2 separate regions of the Capsicum annuum genome follow, and region 1 is linked to region 2. The links are chromatin contacts, called in public Hi-C maps. All regions are on one chromosome and are shown on one strand. The core of a region is the stretch at or near the end of the contact, and the rest is flanking DNA. Distances in the headings are between cores, read along the strand shown.

Region 1 (2,700 bases), core at 60-2,559, 34 kb before region 2:
AACAAATTATGGAGGCCCAATCAATACTCACAATGAATACTTTTTTCCCAAGAAACTAGACTTGGAAAAATCAAAAATTTCTCTTAAAAAAAATGTTTAGGAAGTGCCAAACTAAATCAAAATGACCAAGCCAACCTGTAATTGAACTTTTAAAAATCTTTACATAGTTAGCTCGATTAGTTGGTTGACTCTTTATTCTTTAAAAATTTGTTTTAAATTTGATATCATTTTTATATATAAGTGCTCTGAAAATAACATACAAGAGAATTGAAAAAGATCATTTTTTTTCTATTCAGATTTTGTAAGTGGTCGTAGAAGATTATTTTCTTGAGTCATGTCGATGCATCACTGAAGCACCTCTCCTAACTTTTGTCCATTTTTTCTGGAATAATTTTTTCAGTTACATAGTATTGAGGTTTGTGTCACAAACAGACAATAGGCTTTTAGCTTTTTCAGTGCTCTAATAGGGCCCCTATTCTATCTCCTTTAAAGTTTTTTATGGACTTAGAGTCGGGAATAGAGTTGTGGCTTATTCGGTGCTACATCAAAATTCATTTTCAGACATAGTTGTTCACGAAAGGTGGCGTGGGACACTTTTTAGCAGTGGAAGTCTTACATCCAAGCAAGAGGTCAAAACAACTCATTTATCATCCTGGTCTGATCCAAAAAAATCTTGTTAAATAAATTGATCCTTTATTGTATACCTTATTTCTTAGTCAATTTATTTTTACTTGGACTCGTCGTACTTCCTTTTACTACTCCTGAGATTTTTTTATGATTGAGAGTGGGGAGTGAAAAGAAATGCAACAAAGAAGGACTGCATGAAACGGAATACACTTATTAAGACAGACGATCGAGAAAGAAAGACTTTACATTCGAACATTGATTGATCTTAACTTAGCATACAAGCCGCTGCTTCATTTCATATAGTGATAATGCTTTCTCTTTTTACTGCTCTGTCCCCTTTTATAGTAAGGGCTACTTTAGTTACACGATTTTCTCTTATAAGGTGACTTGATTCAACTTGACCTACTTGACTCAGCGGCGAGAGTCATTAGTTCAAATCCAATAGTAGGTAAAATCGACCGAAACTCTTATTTTGCCAGCATGGCAACAAGCATAGACTGACAACAAAGAATCAATTTAATGATCAAAGCATAAGTTACTTTCACTTGTGGCCTTCTTCAACCAGCTTGATACCTTAATATCAAGAAACCCCCATCCCACAAGTAGGTGAAGACCTGAAGGATCAGAAAATCCAATGGCAAACCTTTCACCACGTCCTACGATTCTCTTGCGAAGTGCTCTTTCCAACTCCTGCCCCCGCAAACGATGAAGTTTCAAGATAGTTGGCGAGTCCGGTGCAAATCTTCTAGGGAGTGTACTCCTAGTTTCTACTCTTTCTCTATTCTAAAATGAAAAATAGAAAAAAGAAAAAGAAGTGCGGAGGAGGCGATATTTTATTACATTGTTTCTCTTAAGGCAATTGAAAATAACAAGGATTCGTTACTTACCACCTCCCTCAATAACCTGAGCTAATTGAACTTTCGCGAATGAAACTTCCCTGTAGGCTCCTAATAAAGAACTAAAGTATGGGCGTACTCTATACAAAAATTCTCCATTCTTGAAACCCAAAGCCAATCCTTAATTAAGGATAACGACATTTCACTCATTCCTTCTCATCAATTTCTTTTTGTTGTACTTAAGTTTCAAAATAATGCATTATTAGTTACTATTCATGAGATATCCAACTCATTGAACAAGATTTTTAAAAGGAGGAAAGAGGATCATCATCATGTAAACTGTCCTTTCTCTATCAATTACTACAATGATTAAGAACTAATGTCAAAAGGGTAATCTTACATGTACTTTAAGGTTCTATTCGATATCAGAAATCTGTTGACTCGACTAATTAAAATTCACGTCAAGTTGGTCTATTAAAATAGATATAATGCTTCAAATCAAGAAGTCTATTTTCGAAATTTAAATCCGATTCTTTTAATCAAGGATCACGGAATTTCACTCATTCCATCACATCCGTTTTAGTGGTACTTTTAAGATTTAAAAATAATACATTAGTGACTATACATGAGATCCAACTCATTAAACAAGATAAAAAGGAGGAAAAAAACAAATCCTTTTTCATCATGGAAACTGTCCTTTCTCTATCAATTACTACTATGATTAAGAACTAACTAATGTCAAAAAGTGTAATGTTACATATAATACGTTAAGGTTCTATTCGAGATCAGAATCTGTTGACTCGAATAGTTGAAATTTCAAGTCAAGTACATCTATTAAGATAGATATAATGCTTCATGTCAAGAAATTCTCAATTCTTGAAACTCAAACTCAACACTTTTAACTAGAGATAATGAGATTCTATTCATTCCAGCACATCTGCTTCGTTGTAATTTTAAGTTCAAAATAATGCATTAATGACTACATATCATGAGATCCAACTCATTGAAAGGGTAAAAAAAAATCATTTTTCATCATGGGAGCTCATGTCCTTTCACCATCAATTACTACTATGATTAAGAACTAATTATTGTAAAAGAGGGTAATATTATATTCGATATCAAAAATTCGTTGACTCGACTAGTTGAAATTTCACGTCAAGTACATCTATTAAGATAGATGTAATGCTTCATATCAAGAAATTCTCTATTCTTGAAACTCAAACTCAATACTTTTTAA
Region 2 (2,700 bases), core at 151-2,650:
TTTTTCGACTTAAAATCTCCAAATGCAGGTACCGTGGTGGATACAAAAATTTGTCATCCAACTGAATTTGATTTTTACTTATGCAGTCATGCTGGAATTCAGGTGAAGTACTAAGCATTTGATGTGTTTGTATGTCTTATCAAGTCGAATATAAGATATCACATTATAAATACGAGTCTTTATTTTGGATTTGCAGGGAACTAGTCGTCCTGCACACTATCATGTTCTCTGGGATGAAAATAATTTTTCCGCGGATGAAATGCAGTCTTTGACAAACAACCTTTGTTACACGTAAGCAATGTTGATTCCAAATGTTGCTTTCTATTTCAGTTTTTCGGAAAATTCAACCTTAGTGACTGTTGGATAAATTGCAGATATGCTCGATGCACTCGATCTGTTTCAGTAGGTAAAATTTCTATAGCCCTCTCCTAAGACAATTACAAGGCTTGTTTTACATGTACTTGCATTCATTCTTCGTCTATCTCAGTCATTCAACATACGCGTTTACTTCAAATTATTTAGGGTCTGCTATATAAATCCTCTTCATCCATTTTGCTTTGTTTAGATCATTTGAGTAGACTGCATTAGACTTTTTTTATGCTAGCCATCAACTTACTTTGTCGTGACATTATGAGCTCGTTTGAGTTAGTTGATAAACATAAGTGTCTGAACCACTTCTAGTGCTGGAACTCATTCTATAAGCAATAAAAATTACGTATTTGGATACTAGTGCTGAAGCAGATAGTAAACATATCGTTCTCTAAACATTCTAGCAATCGTTTTTTGTTGTGGATGCAGTTCCTCCCGCATATTATGCACATTTGGCGGCCTATAGAGCGCGTTTCTACGTGGAACCTGACTCACATGGAAATGGTTCAATGCGTAGCACGCGTGCAACGAATGGTTCTGTCAATGTCCGGCCACTACCAGCGTTGAAAGAGAAGGTTAAGAATGTGATGTTCTATTGCTAGAAGGTTGAATGTTGAATGTTACATAGTAGTAGTAGTAGTAGTCAGTACATGTATGAAAATTAGGATAGGGTTCTAATTATGAAATGCTATGTTCATATTGTAACTAGTAGGGAACAAATTTCAATAAGAAATTTTGTAATAGATGTCTCTGCTTTGTGTAATACATGTACAATGTCTAGTTTAATGTTTAGGAATCAGATGAATAGCTTTGCCATTTTATATTGTTCCTTTTATTGGTTTCCCTTCGGCATCCGGTACCCTCATTAGAGCCCGACTAGTCCAGATTCGCACCACGTATGACTCATTTGTAGAAACCGCTCCTTACCAAAAGATTTTTTTCATCCACAGAGCTCGAAACAGAGACCTCTCATTAAGAAATAAGCAGTCTCATCCGTTGCACCACATCCTTTAGTGGTATATTATATTGTTTCACGCCTCTTAAAAGTTGTTCACGAGTACTAGACCCCCGCAAATTTTAAGTGTCTAACTAATTTAGGGGGTCTTCATTATGTATTCTCCCACAATATAATAATCAGAGTCAAGAAATTAACATTCTAATTTCAAGCTACAATCAACATGGCATCTAATCTAAATTAATTGCAACGAGCATCCAATGAATATTAATTCATGCAGCTGGAGCATAATCATAGTCTCCATCATCACCATCTCCTTCCAAGGATGCTGCAGGAGCATAATCATGGTCTCGATCATCGTCATCTCCTTCCAAGGATGCTGCAGGACAATAGTCATGATCTCCATCATCATCTCTGTCTAAACAAGACTCTCTCTTCTCGTACCCAATAATCTTGAAAATGATAGACATTCTATATATCTCTACTTAGAAAATAGAAATATTGAAATATGAGATGATATTGAATGTTGTATGATCTCTTTGATATAGAAAATAAAATATGGTTTTTTTGTGGTTTGAATTGGTGAGGAAACTAAATGCTTATATAAAGGAAAGAGGCAAGTGTGGATTCATTTTGACACGTTAAAAAGTGTGTAATGTTACATGAGGAATGTGCAAAGCCATAAGCTTGGCTGAATTTTACTAACTTTTTGTGTTGCCACATCCAGAATTCACTTTACATGTCAATATATATATGATGAGTGTAATAAAGCTTATTCTCCATCCTTGTGGTGGAGATAGAATATCTCTCTCTCTTTCTTTCTAGCTTTATGAGTGGGAGATCATGAGTTGGATTTAAGTAAAATTTTAAAAATCCTCATCTTAAAAATAACACAAATTACCTGTTATAATAGGTAAATATAGTCTAATGATATAAAAAAAATTACATTGACCATAAATAAAACTTAATCTAATGGGTAATAACTTTGATGCACTTTGAACTTATAAATTATTTGTATTTTCAATTATTTATAAAAAGTTTATATAAAAGTTTCTTATTTTTATTTTAGTTGATTTATATTTTCTCGTTTCAAAGTTATATCTTCTGTTTTACTTAGCAAGATAATGTTTTATTTATATATATAGGATTTCTATCGTATTTGAGGTTTAAATACTTTTAGAATATAGGAATAATAACATGATATTTGGAGTGTTGAAAAATAAAAATATTTTCTCAAATACATAAAATTCTAGTCATCTTATAAGTAATTTGTGTGCATTTATAATTGAGAGTTTTGAACGATAAAATATTCTAAAAAAGAACAGACTCTTTTTTGACAAACAACATGGATAAATTTCATCTAAAATATTTGTCTT

Evidence for each region. A called contact is a pair of places that touch in the nucleus more often than the background predicts.
Region 1: a contact with region 2 is called in a Hi-C map of leaf, with 2.6 times the contacts expected there. The contact joins two enhancer-like sites. A contact is called at or near these places in 3 of 5 Hi-C or Micro-C datasets (bud, leaf and placenta).

What each region holds. Positions count from the first base shown.
Region 1 is chr9:211,507,155-211,509,854 of UCD10Xv1.1, reverse strand. No RefSeq gene overlaps it. Among protein-coding and RNA genes, the nearest start is that of LOC107841044, 14 kb to the right of the region's middle. Within about 2 kb of position 1,309, at least 2 of the 5 cell types and tissues checked have an H3K27ac peak or open chromatin away from gene starts, as enhancers often do. A contact at or near this core is called in leaf, where this site is marked.
Region 2 is chr9:211,473,466-211,476,165 of UCD10Xv1.1, reverse strand. LOC107841044 (protein argonaute PNH1) reads left to right here. Exons shown (of 24, transcript XM_047396515.1): 21 at 29-102; 22 at 197-291; 23 at 375-406; 24 at 799-1,196. The coding sequence ends at 971. Among protein-coding and RNA genes, the nearest start is that of LOC107841044, 20 kb to the left of the region's middle. Within about 2 kb of position 1,400, at least 1 of the 5 cell types and tissues checked has an H3K27ac peak or open chromatin away from gene starts, as enhancers often do. A contact at or near this core is called in leaf, where this site is marked.